Linked DNA regions of Zea mays: all the other regions are linked to region 3. A link is a contact called in public Hi-C data. All regions are on one chromosome and are shown on one strand. The core of a region is the stretch at or near the end of the contact, and the rest is flanking DNA. Distances in the headings are between cores, read along the strand shown.

The links. A called contact is a pair of places that touch in the nucleus more often than the background predicts.
Region 1: a Hi-C map of leaf shows a contact between it and region 3, with 3 times the contacts expected there. The contact joins the promoter of LOC100275072 here to the promoter of LOC103629159 in region 3. A contact is called at or near these places in 2 of 25 Hi-C or Micro-C datasets (ear and leaf).
Region 2: a Hi-C map of seedling shows a contact between it and region 3, with 5 times the contacts expected there. The contact joins the enhancer-like site here to the promoter of LOC103629159 in region 3. A contact is called at or near these places in 6 of 25 Hi-C or Micro-C datasets (bundle sheath, leaf, root tip and 2 more).

The regions. Positions count from the first base shown.
Region 1 is chr6:30,367,016-30,371,908 of Zm-B73-REFERENCE-NAM-5.0, reverse strand. LOC100275072 reads left to right here and starts at 1,355. Exons shown (of 4, transcript NM_001149261.1): 1 at 1,355-1,568; 2 at 1,692-1,736; 3 at 2,229-2,261; 4 at 2,336-2,677. The coding sequence starts at 1,529. The coding sequence ends at 2,514.
Region 2 is chr6:31,632,916-31,637,459 of Zm-B73-REFERENCE-NAM-5.0, reverse strand. No RefSeq gene overlaps it. Among protein-coding and RNA genes, the nearest start is that of LOC100283852, 210 kb to the right of the region's middle. Within about 2 kb of position 2,024, at least 18 of the 20 cell types and tissues checked have an H3K27ac peak or open chromatin away from gene starts, as enhancers often do. A contact at or near this core is called in bundle sheath, leaf, root tip and 2 more, where this site is marked.
Region 3 is chr6:31,015,096-31,019,616 of Zm-B73-REFERENCE-NAM-5.0, reverse strand. LOC103629159 (pentatricopeptide repeat-containing protein At2g46050, mitochondrial) reads right to left here and starts at 2,150. Exons shown (of 2, transcript XM_008650335.2): 1 at 1-2,150. The coding sequence starts at 1,342. It overlaps LOC111589609 (small nucleolar RNA Z279/snoR105/snoR108), which reads right to left and starts at 2,135; the gene lies at 2,029-2,135.

The sequences.
Region 1 (4,893 bases), core at 106-2,605, 650 kb after region 3:
CAGGTTTTGAGAATATGTACCCGAAATTACAGTGGATTTTATATTACCCAAAAAATCAGGTACCCGGAGTTTTGGGTTTGAGTATTCCCGAACTACCTGAAATATTGTGTCAGCTTCATAAAACATATACACCCTATTGAATTAGTACAAAACACAGTTTGAATAATGATATACATGCATGTAAAAACACAAACAATCTACAATTACAAGTTTACAAGTTCATACACATTTACACATAATTATATATGCACAATTTGATAATTAACAATGACATGAGTACATAACACATGAAAGTCTGCGTAATTCGGGTACCCGATTGTAATATCCGAATTACTTGAAATAAGTTTGAGTTTTACAAATTACCATTCACAATTCTTGAACAAAATTCGGGTTTTGAGTAATTTGGGTTTGGGTATTCCGGTTTTGGGTTTCGGTTATGGTTTTTTTCCCAGCACTATAATCAATTGTGTAAGTATAGTTTCCAAGCAGATTTTATAGTTGTTTCTTGTGCAACTATGTAATTAGATAATATTTCTAAAGACCTAAGCACAATCCTAGCCATGCAATTTGATTTTTGCAGCCTCATGTATCTATAATGTTAGAAATCAAATGGCGCGATGCTTAATTATGGCACACGACTTATTTAAGTTTGATGTTTCATAACTCATATTTTTTATAGTTCATTATATTTGTTCAATGGTGCTTACCGTATATATCTATATGTTGAATCTTTTTGGGTACGGGGTAACCCGACAGGTGACTCTGGGGTAAATCCATACCCACAAGTCAATATAAGTGATCCGATGAGGTTATCTTTTTGTAGTGGGTATGAGTATGAGATAGTAATACTATGTGGGTATTTATTTACTCATTGACATCTCTACTAACAGTAGATAACGTTCCTAGGTAACAATTCGGACTTTGGAATCGATAAGGTCTTGTTCTGTTATTCCCAATCCATGTGGATTGGAGTGGATTGGGTGGCATTGAGTCTGATTTTAACTTACTATAGATTTAAACCAACTAAATCCCGTCAATCCACATGGATAAGCATCAAAACGAATAAGTCCTTAGGCCTTGTTCGGTTATTATAATTCTATATAAATTAAAGTGGTTTAAAATAAATTAAAATAAATTTTAATTTGCTATGAATTTAAACCGACTTAATATCATTCAATTTATATGGATTAAATATCCAATTCATATGGATTAAATGAACGAGAGCTGAAAAACTGTCAAGTATTACTCACCGAGGGCCCAAAAGTTTATCCCGCTAGTCGGACGCTGGTTTAGCTATAGGGGCCTTTCCGTTTGTAGTTGCGCTAGAAAGGTGAACCTAGCCCAAAGCAACGGCAAAGCCCGTCAGCCGGTGTGTAGACCCAATACGGCCCGGCCGATTTGTCGCTGACGTCACCTCATCTTCACCACCGGAGTCCGGAGTAATGCGCAGGCCACAGGGTCGGGTTCGCTTTTTCTTGGCTTCTTCTCTCGTCCATCCACAGGGGGAAGGAGCAGGAGGGAGGGAGCCATGGTTGTCAGCACATTCACTGGCCCCGGGATTGGGATCGGTGAGTGAACCAAAGGCCCCATCATTTCAGGCGCCAAGATCAGACCTTGACGTTGCTCTCTCTGATTCTCGCTCCTTATTTGGTTTGCTGAATTCATTTTTTTTTCTGTTTGATCCGGTGCAGGGTTCGGTGTCGGCTGCGGGTTCGGCGTCGGGTGGGGGTTCGGAGGTGAGAGCATGCTCATTTTCGCGTGATTAATTTGTTTCTTTTTGGTGTAGGCGTGTATTAGAAATCTTAACTTGTCAAATTGAACTAGCGAGATCCTTTTTTGGATTCTGTGTTGTTGATTTCGTGTTGGCTGTATTTGGCGGTAAAATGGCTATCAAATTATTTACAGGACAAGCATGCGGTTGCAGTTCAGTCCCAAGTTGTTTCCCTTTCCCATGCGATTCTTTCCAAGTTGCTTAATATCTGTTTACTGCTAAATAGGGACTAGGGACCAACATTGTGTATATGGATTGGTTCCTATCACATTACCAACATGATCATAGTAAAGTATACTTTTATGAAGCTACTTAGTAATATGCAACAAATGTTTAAAATGATTCGTTTTAGATAACCCAAAATGTCACTTATTTGTGATTGGGGGGAGTAATATTCAATGAAAATGTGTATTCATGATCAAGAAATGACATGCTTTTGGTTTGCTTTTCTACCCAGGAATGCCTCTTAACACGTTCGGCTTGGGTATTGGTACTACTTCTAAGCCTATATTCACTTACATTTCCTTGCTAGTAGATTTCTAAAATCCATCTTGTTAAAAATAGGTGGGGGCTGCGGAGTTGGTCTTGGACTAGGATGGGGCTTTGGAAATGCTTTTGGTTGTCAGTATCGATCTTCAAGAGTCCAGTTCCAGGGCATTGAATTTCAGAAGAAGGCTGGAGGAGATGAATCACAAAAAGTTGTTTCACCCGAGCTTGCTGAAAAGTCTCATCCTTATGGCTAGTATTCCTGCTACCACAAAATCCACAGAGACTGAGTTCTGTGTGCTGAGTTGCAGTTTAATTACATACATGTGAGTTCTTTGTTAGTAATGTTATGCTACACTTATGGTCATTTCTGTTGTAACCAGAAGTTGTTAATGGATGGAATTTTCAATTAGGAAGAAATGACGCTAATATTTGCCCTACATGCTATTCATTTACTTTTCATGGTTGAAGGCCCGTCACTATCATTTATTGCTGTGCTTTATGTTGTAAAGCTACCATATCTTGACTTGGTCTGAAATTTGAAATGGCAGAAAATTATTGAAAATAAGTTTTCTGAAACCATCAGTATTATGATCTTTCATGTTTGCTTCTCCTGTAACAGTATGAGAACTAAAGCTTTGATTAGTTTCTTTTCTCAGGACAAGCTTAAAAACAAAACAAAATAACTGCTGCTATAAAGTTACAGTTTAGGGAAGGTCTTTTAAGTTGAACCACCAGAAGGTTAAGAAAAAGTACAAAACAAAGGCGGACGTTGTTTCTGATCTGTTGGTGGGTGCTGTGACTGCATACCGGGAATCAGAACAACTGGTAACTTCGTCATAGCATGAAGCATCCATGGACCTGGCATGATGGTGAATGACTTGCACAACTGTATCTCTTTTCTTCCTGAAAACACACAACTGTGTCTTTCAGTGTTTTTTTCCAGTGCAAAGCCTCTCATACATCAAGCAAATGGATGGTCAAAGGAAGCAGAATCGTTCTTTGATGTAGTAGAGCTTGCTGGCTCTGCCTCCCCAGTCCTGAACCAGTATGACTGCTGGAATGAAGCTGCGCTTGTGGGGACATCCTCCATGACCCATTCAAAGCCCTTGGGGTAGTAGATCCCTGTCATTGGATGTGGGACCCACAATGATGTTTCTGGGGACTTCACTTCAGTAGGCTCCAGTCGCTTCACAAGGTTAGTAGTCCTTTGCTTGTTCTTGACTTCCCTGCAAATGGCAATTTAATCAGTTACTTCAAAGAGCTGAAATGGTGCTGCATGTGCCAATACAAGTCTTCTGCAGTATAATATGAGACCAATCCTTGTTGTTCAGCCATTCAAGATCATCATGGTGGAAGCAACCAGAATGAACACATGTCTAATCAATGTTGGTTTGTCGTTGCAGGTTCAACATGGATTACTAGTTACCGGAGCAGAGCTGCCGATTTCGCAAGCGCATGGCGGCCCATCGAATGCAGGCTGGGGCGTTTGCTAAGATGCCACTGGTGGTTATCCTTGGTAGCAACCAGCTGATAGCAGTTCCTTCTTGTTTGGTACCTCCCTCATCCTCAACCCAGGTATTTATACACTAGCTGTAGCCTTGCAGATGCAATGCCACAACACCAACCACCTTCCGCAATAAAAGAGACACCGTACATCCATTGGATTATAGAGAACTAGACACGCTTAACATACAGCAAAGCTAAAGAGGAGGAGGGGTTTGTTAAAGGATTATAGACAATTTTGTTCACTGTCGCTAGCTTCCAATGGAGCAACTGAAATGACGGTTTTGAGCCTCTGATTGAACGCCTCTGGACAAAACACCACCAGAACTGATGCTCCTAGAATCTGAAGTCAGTTTTGCCAAGGAGTGCAGTCTTGGACTGTACTGTTTTGCTATTTTGTGTAACCATGCGACAGCACCACCGAGGCTGTAGCTAGCATTGTTAGCAAAGTGGAACCTTGACATTATGAACAAAAGATGAGAGCCGGACACAATTAGAAGAAAACTCTACAGTTACAGAAATTCCACGATGAAGGGTTGATAGCTGCAAATTATTTTGTTATAATAAAGTCCTCAATGGCTTGTAAAATTAGCAAGCTGATGTAGAGGCTAAAAACACTTATGGAGTATGATAAAAGCTTAGAGTCCTCAGAGCACAGGTCAGAGACAGCGTTTTGGGTGACAGTCGACATTGGCTCTTAAAGACTCGCTAGCGCGGTTATTTTTCTTGTTCTCTCATCACTGGGTAAGATCTGTACTCAGCTGTCGAAGTCAATTAGCCATTGAGCACGCCCATTAACAGGTGAACTCAGAGTGGAAATCCATCTGGATGTGATTATCATGCATATTTCAAGATATGTATCCTCAAGGTGAAGACTTTTTTTTTACCTTACTGGATGGATGTCTCCATAGTTTCTGTGCATGGTACTTGTTATCTGATCCATCTTCCCCAAACATTCTACCTCATCTGATCAGCGCCATCGACGCTCTGTTTCTTGTGCACAATAATGGAGAGCATGGGATCTGATTCTCCGCTTCCATAACGCACAGCTACGGCGCAAAACTAAAGACAAAGCATTTCAGGCCTTCCGTATTTGACAGACTGACAGTACAGTCACGAGAAGCACGACG
Region 2 (4,544 bases), core at 775-3,274, 620 kb before region 3:
GCTGTTGTGCGGGTAGATGCTGCTACTTTGATAAGAATTGGCACGCCTTACACTTTTGGACTAACTCGGCTATATCATTCTTCGTTGTTTTCCCGTAACACCCAGACCTAAAAGCCTTTCCTACCAGAGTTCGTGACTCTGCATGTATGCCACATTGCCCGGCATGAATCTCATCTAACAGCTGCTTTCTAGTAGCCGAGTGAATGCACTTCATGAGGACTCCTCCTGCACCTCTTCTATACAGCAGACCCCCTATAATGGTATAGTGGGCCGACTGTCTAGCAATGCACTCCGTCGCAGCCTTATCATCTGGATCTTCTTCGTTTCTTATGTATCTGATGATTGGCTCTCTCCAGGCGTTGGGATCTGCCTCTGCCTGACTCAGAGCGTGGCATTCCTCCATCTGATCTGTGGCGACACTCGGTTGCTATATTTCTTGGACGAAAACCCCAGGTGGAACTTGGGCCCGACTAGATCCCAGCTTTGACAATGTGTCAGCCGCTGCATTGTGATCCCTTTCCACATGGTGGAATTCTAATCCTTTGAATTTGTCCTCCAGCTTCCGCACTGTTGCACAATACTTGTTCATTGAATCGATCGAGTAATCCCAGTCTTTGTTTACCTGGCTTATGACCACCAGTGAGTCGCCATACACCATTAATCTCTTGATGCCGAGTGAAACAACGATGTTTAGTCCGTGGATCAGTGCCTCGTACTTTGCGGCGTTATTGGATGCTGGAAATAAGAGCTAGAGTGCATACTTGAGTTGTTCACCTTCGGGAGCGATAAAGAGAATTCCTGCCCCTGCTCCTTGCAGTCTCAGCGAGCGTAACGACCAAAGTCTTGTTTTGGTGATTTAAAGAGTTCTCCAAATACTTGAGAATATCCACTAAGATACTTAATGGTGGTATATCAGAAATTGTTTTTTTATATATAACATCCTTTGTGAATACTAATTGGCAAAACATTCCTTGTGAAATAAAAAATGGGATAATAAATAAAACTAGATAGAATTAATATTCATAAAAGGATTTAGGATGATATATTTTCTTCCCTTAAAATAGTGCCCTTTTTGTGTATATGAGTTTCATATTAAGAAAACATTTGTTGAATAGATAAAACAAGATAATAAATAAATAAAAGTAAAAAATTTGTATTAGCATGCTAGATTTTCATGGTTGCGCATTCTGAATTCAAGCTTTATTTGAACTTGCTTTTAAATTTGGGAATGGAATTAGGAAAAAAATAGAATAAAAAATGAGAAGAACTCCTCCCTGGCTCTCGGGCCTAATGTCCTTGCGGACGGCCCACTTTCCCCTTTTCCCCGTGCTCCTGCCGGCCCAAACAGACGCTGCGCGCCAGCCCTTCTCCTCACCTCTTCCTTGGCGTCTATGACATGTGGGCCCGCAGGGTCAGGGACCCCCTTCTTCCTCCGGTGGTTGGGATACGCCGCCGCGGCCGCCGGATCCGATGGAGCTCCCCTCTGTAGGTTGTTGCTCCGGCCGAGATCCTCACGGGACTACCTATAAAACCCGGCCACCTCCTCTCGTCCAGGGCATCGGCTTAAGCAGAGGGCCCATGCGCCAAGCTGAAACAGGGAAGAGAAACTGGCGCCACCGCGCTAGGAACCCCAGACAATGCTCTTCGGGTCCCTGTGCGTGATCAGGGCGCTCGCTGGTGCATACCATGGGCTTCCAGGTCCTTGTCGTGTATGGGCAAAGTCTAGGGAATGGAGAATTGCTCGTCGGCGTTCTATCCTCCGCCGCGGGCCGCGCTGTTCGTGGCCGAGTGCTTTCCATGCCGCGACAACCGGTGAGATGCCCTTCTTTGAGCTCGCAATCAGAAATACCGCGTGTAGCTCCGTCAGATTGGGTTTTGGGTGCTCGGGGGGGAACCGATCGGCGTTCATCTGCGTGCTCCGCCGTGGGAGCATGGCGGCGGCGCCGCTGCTCGGGGAGGGTTGAGGGTGATGAGTCGTGGGCCGTCCGATCCAAATAGCGCGGATGAGATTAGATCCAGTAGTGGGTGGGCACCTAGCCGTTAGATCAGGATCGTGGGGACCGGGGCGCATACCGGTTGGGTGATGTGGCCTTCTGATTCGGGCCATAAATCGCGGATCCAATGGTTCAGAATATCTGATGACCCTTCGGCCATAATCTTTTGGTAAAGAGCCCCTGCATTTTTCCTTATTCAACCCGCGATCCGGTACAATAGAAAGAACATTACAAATCAGCCCTAACGTTTGCACAGAAGACCACGAACTCATTGGTATTAGAAGCCACCACCCAGATTTTCAAGAAAATATAAAATAAATGACTTTTGAGTATAAAAATAATTCTAAAACATAGATAATTCATAACTTCGTCGTTTTAACTCCGATTTGACCCGTTCCAGTTGCGATAGTTTCATAATAAAAATACCTACGCAGTGTTGACATTATATGTGCCATAAAACATATCTGTATAAATAGACAGTGGTTAGCCTATTATTAGTAGATGCTTCCAACCAAAGTTAACTCGGTCCATGATGATAATTGACTAAGATATGATTTCTAATCAAGTTATAATCTATATTAAAGTTGAATGAATTATTTAGAGTATATTTTCTCATATAATGTGTATTAACCAATTTATAATATAGTTTAATATTTAATCACATAGATATTTCATAAATCATAACTCTTCAACCCTAACTACGATTTTAGTGATTCTCGAACCTATGATCTCGTAGCGACGCATAGATTATTATTATGCAATTTGTTCTTATGTTTGGTGTGATGTTAATTTTTCCTATACGCTGTTTATTTGTATTGCTACGACTAGCGCGAGGTTACGAGACACCTGAAGAGCAAGTTGGTACCTAGAATCTCAAGTCCCAGGCAAGTTGTGCCCTTGATCACTTCTATTTACCCAATAATGTTCTTATTAATCATAATGATATGCACAGGTTAATTTTGGTGGGACCCAATAAGTTACCCTAGTTTGACTATCTTTATGCCTTGTTTACCACTGAACTTTTGGGTAGTACTTGCTATTGCTATATGTGGATTTGGGGCATTGAGATACACATTATTCATGATCATGCTTGTATTATCAGTTTGTTATTTATTGTTCATGATAAGATCATTATGTTAATTGGAACATGGAGCGACCATCCGGGAAAACAGTGCTACCACAAGGGTGGTATGGGACGCCCTTGGCTGACTAATTAGGAAAGCTAGTGGAGGACTACCTTACCCGAAAGGGGCAAGGGCAGTAGGGGAGTGGTCAGTGTAGGGAGGCCCTTGGGTTGATTTTGCTGCATGGCGGTCAGGCGAGTGGTCCCTGCATTGGAGCTTCCTAGAAATTGTAGCGGGTATTCTGTAGAGGAACTTTGTAAAGGCCTCGTAGTGTTACCCTGCCTCGCTTCCTTAGTAGAGGTGTATGGGAAGTCGCGATCCCTTGGCAGATGGGTAACATGACTTGTGGGTAAAGATGTGCAACCTCTACAGAGTGTAAAACTGGTATATCAGCCGTGCTTACGGTCATGAGTGGCTCGTACACTCGCATGATTAGTTTATGGAACTAAATTCAATTTGTCATATGCATTGCATCGCAGGTGTTGTTATCAATTTTGATCTACTATTTATTTGGGTTGGTATTTACTTATACAACTGTTAATAAAATTTTGACCAACTTTAAAAGCTATGCTCGGCTTTAACCATCCTCTTTGGTAAGCCTTACACTTCACATGAGCTTCCACCTTTGGCGAGTTCATGCAAATTATTCCCAACAACTTGTTGAGCGATGAACGTATGTGAGCTCACCCTTGCTGTCTCACACCCCCACAGGTCAAGAACAGGTACCGCAGGATGAGGCGCATGGAGGATGCTGTGACGAGTTTGTGAGAGGTCTAGGCCGTTGTCTCCCAGTCAACTTTGGGATGTTGAATCGTGTATGATGTAATTATTTATTTATTTTGTACAGAACTTCTATTATATAGTAAAGATGTGACATTCGTTTCTGTACCTTGATTCATCATATGTGTGAGACTTGGTCCCAGCACACCTGGTGATTATGTTTGCGCCCGGGTCTTGGTGCTCCGAAACCCGGGTGTGACAGAAGTGGTATCAGAGGGATGTTGACTGTAGGACGAGACCTAGATAGAACTGGACAACCATTATCTACTTACCTTTGTTGCTCTAATTCTCATCCACTGCTGCTTTACTCTGATTACTCTTACTTTTTCGCTTCTAAAGACAAAAGTGGATTTCACACATCGAAATCATGTACCTAAAGTGACCTTTAGGAATAGGAGACCTACTCTTAGGAACAAAAACAAAACTATTTTTATAGGTGTCTATGTACTTCAATGTTTGTTCTTATGATACTTGTCTGATTTGGATCTTTGATTGAGTGTGATGGGTTGTAGAGTAATATCCACAATTACATCTACATATACACATAGGTATAATAATAATAATAATGATAATTATTATTATGTCTATAAGGTAACTAGACAACTTAGATTATCCCCCACTAAAATATATTAAGCTTAATAGATCT
Region 3 (4,521 bases), core at 901-3,400:
CACTTCTTACTTCTGCAAGCTCGTTCCAAGCTCCTGCAGCAGCAAATGCGTTAGACATAAGCAGATAATTTACTGCCTCACTTGGTTCCAGGCATAAAAGCCTATCGGCAGCCCACTTTGCCAACTCAATTTTGCCCCGCAGCTTACAGGCACCAAGGAAAGCTCCAACGATATCAGCATTGTTCTCGCAAGAAAGCTTGATAACAATGTTGTAAGCATCTTGAATCCTACCAGCTCTCCCCAAGAGATCAACCAGACAAGCAAGGTGCTGTGAATTTGGATCGATGTTGTAGCCCCTCGCCATCATAAGGAAATAGTGCAGGCCTTCTTCAACGAGCCCGGCATGGCTGCAGGCAGAAAGAACCCCAAGGAAGGCGACGCTGTCAGGCTGTACGCCTTGTTGGAGCATTCTCTCAAACACATGAACTGCATCCTTGCATAGTCCAAGGTACGCCAAAGACGAAACCATACAGGACCACGTAACTACATCTGGGTCGCAGATCATAGCAAACATTTGCCCCGCCTCTCGAGCAAAACCGGTCTTGCCGTACGCTGTGATAACAGCATTGGCCACCTGCAGAAACCTGTGAAACCCCCTCTTTATGGCATAAGCATGAACCTGAGTAGCCTCGTTTGCTGCCGCCACGCTGGCGCACGAGCTTAGCACACTGGCAAGCGTGAGCTCATCCGGGCAGCAGCTCCCGTCTCTCAGCATCCACCGGAACAGCTCAACAGCGTCCTTGCCTCCACCAACCCGACCATAGCAGACTACGATCGCGTTCCATGAGACGACGTTCCTGACCGCCATAGCGTCGAACACCCAGCGCGCCTCGTCAACCCGGCCGCACTTGGCGTACATGTCGAGCAGCGCGGTGGCAACCACCACGTCTGCGAGGAGACCCAGCCTGAGCACGAGGCTGTGCGCCAGGGCTCCCATCCTGAGCAGCAGCCCGTCATCGACGGCGCCGGCGGTTGGGTGGCGGCCACGGCGCGGCGGCGGACGGAGCAGGGCGCTGAAGGTGAACCCGTCGGGGGCGATCCCGGAGCGCCGCGCGGCGGCAAAGAGCGCCCAGGCCTCGCGCGCGAGACCGTGGGAGGCATAGCAGGAGACCATGGCGTTGTAGAGGACCAGGTCCCTGCGCGGCGCTTCGTCGAACACGCGGCGTGCGTGCGCGACGAGGCCCCACCGCGCGTACGCCACGGCCAGCGCGGTCGCCACGCGAGCCTCCGAGGCGCGCCCGGACTTGAGCGCCAGCGGGTGGAGCGTCTGTGCTGCGCGAGCGCCGCCGGAGACGGAGATGGAGCTGGCGCGGAGTAACAGGGCAACGAGATCGTGCCGCATCTCATTCCAGAGCTGACAGGGAAGCGGGAGATGGCCTCATCGGTCATCTCCACTGCCCCCTGCTGCAGGACAAAGACGTGGAGCCGCCCGAGCTGGCGAGCGAGGCCAGAACGGCGTGCAGACGAGAGCAATGCGCTCCATTCTATCATCACACAGCGCCCAAGCCGCCGATCAACATGATAATCGACAGGTGACGAGGGGCCTTTTTATGCTGGGTGCAGAATCTCTAACTTCAGCGGCACCCTACAATCGTAGAGGTTATCCCTTAAATTTGAAGGTAGGTCCTTCTGTTTCTAAATAAAGTGTTCTCTTTTTTTTCGTCTAATTTTTTTATACACTAAGCTTCGAATTGAACACAGAATTAACATGTATGTACTATTTTAGACCATTACAAAATACATATGTAAAAATCTATTTTTTTATACACTAAGCTTCGAATTGAACACAGAATTAACATGTACTACTTTAGACCATGACAAAATACATATGTAAAAAATTTAATTCAAAATACATTAGAGATATGATGCAAAGTTTAGAACCTAGAAAAATGAAATGTGACAAACCATACACCACTAGAGTTTTTTTAGAAAAAAATGAAAATTTTTGCAGTTTTCAAACTAGAATCAAAACGAATTACAAAACGCTTAGAACCAAAAACGAAAATATTTGTGTTTTGTTTTGAAGTCGGGATCAGACGGTAAATCATTGGGGTGCCTGTTGTCGTAACAGGCGTAGTTGGGGCAGACACCCCTCTCGCATAGCAGTTGCGAGATCATACCGCTCATCATGTCCCTTTAACTGCCTGAAGGATCATGGTTTGTGCCTGTGGCATTCCGGACCTCTATAATGCAGCCGTTGGTGTGCACCCTACTGCGTTCCGTCGATGTGGTACTAAAATGCTCGCCTCCCACTGTGGTGATACTACTAGCAGGCAGCAGCCGCGCAGCCTGGTAGTGCGAATTGTACGCGAGCTCGCCGCTGGGCCATGGACCGACCAGGCCTATTTAAATGGGCCGAGAATTGTACTCAGTCACATTCCCGTCCGTCAGTTTCGCATGGCGCAAGCGAGAAAAGGAATCTTCATCTCCCTCACGAGTCACGAGTTACTACCGTATGGACCAAAGCTTGTTTGCAACCTCGCATCTCCCTGAATTTCTCTGCTTAATACGTGTGTTGGTCAGTAGGCACATCTTTCTGTGTCCAAATAACAATTTAACTGATGCAATCCATACCAAGGGCACTGTTTGCTTCAGAGTAGGAAGTTGTTAGGCTACATGGTAAGCCTGCTAATGACAAAAAAAAACACCGTTTTGCATCGTTTTATATTGTCTGTTTATATAGTGTAGTTTGAATATAGGTATAGGTAAGCTGTTGGAGATGGTTTAAGGGAGGTGTTTGGTTTGATGAATCACTTAATCCAAGATGAAGTTGTTCATCATAAGTCTATTCCTCAAATTTAGTGGTATGACATTATTTCTCGTGTTAGTACTAACTATTATGAATGAGATGATGATGGATCAATCAATTCTATTCCACGAACCAAACAAAAAATAAGTAGTGAAAAGATGATGAACTAACTTATTCCTCAAACTAAACATCTTATAAATATTTACAAGATACCTTTGCAATTACTTCTCTCCTACTTTCACTGCACAATATACAATTACTATCGTCACCCTTTCCAAATAGATGAAGCGTTCTAATTGTCGGTGTAGCTACCTCACTAGTTGGATTTTGAATGATACTAGAACATAAGACGTGCTTACGGGGGCCCTATCAGAACACGAAAAATTCAGACATGTTTTGTAATAATGCAAACAAATATCACTAAAAATGGTAACGATCTTTTGTACAACATATTTGCGATGAACAACAGCTAGGCTTAAAAGGCGAATCATCCTCAATTATCATTCAGCTCCGATGCCCATTTGCGGTCTACTTCACAGTACAACACATGTTCTGTTTGTAATGGGCTTTTTTTTATATACAGCTGTGACAACCTATTTTTGATGATAGGTAATTGCTTGTGAAAATGAACCACCAGCTCACGCATAATATTAGTTAATACTCCCTACGTCTACAATGTTAGTCATTCTAGGAGTCAAACATTTTAACTTTGAACATATTTTTATAAGAAAATTTTAATAATTATAATACATAATTAGTTTTATTAGCTAGATCTTTGAATTTATTTTTATTGTAAAATTATTCGAAGATATAAATGTTGCTAATATATTCTATAAATCTAGTCATAGTGTGACCGGCACGAATACTGTAATACCCTTGTGGATAACTGTGGGGGACAGATATCCCCGGATCCACTAGGAAGCGAAAGACCCTTGCATGGGGCCACAGACCAGTTAACCCGCAAGGTCGTCTCGTCGTGGACCGGACAAAGACGCAAGAGAAATGGACCGACCCAAGAAGGCAACGGGCCCGTGCCCGGATCGTCCGTGGATTACGTACAATCTCAAGGAACCGTCTGTTTTTCCCGCGCTCGGCGTCCTCGAACGTCGGGGATAGATCGGGACGGAGTCGGCGGGTTTTCATTAAGATAAGCTAAGTTAGTGTCACACTCGGGTTTCAGGACATCAAGACTCGGTCGCGAACATATTCACAAGGTGTGCTGGGACCAAGTCTCACACATACGATGAATCATGGTGCAGGAACGAATGTCACATCTTTACTATATAATAGGAGTTATGTACAAAATAAATAAATATTTAAATTATATGAAGACAACGATCCAGTAACCCAAAGTTGACTGGGAGACGATGGCCTATACCTCTCACGAACACATCGCAGCATCCTCCATGCGCCTCATCCTGTGGTACCTGTTCTTGACCTATGGGGGTGTGAGACGGCAAGGGTGGGCTCACATATGTTCATCGCTCAACAAGTTGTGGGGGAATAATGTGCATGAACTCACCAAATGTGGGAGTTCATGTGAAGTGTAAGGCTGGTCAATAATAGGGGTTAAAGCTGAGCATTGCTTTTAATAAGTTGGTCAAATTTTATTAGCGGTTACTAAATGTAAGTAAATATCAAATCATAGTAATAATAGAACAAAATTAATAATAAATCTCATACAATGCAAATGACAAATTGAGTTTAGTTCCATTATTTAATCATGCGAGAGTCCTGAGCTGCTCATGACCGCGAGCACGGCTAGTATACCA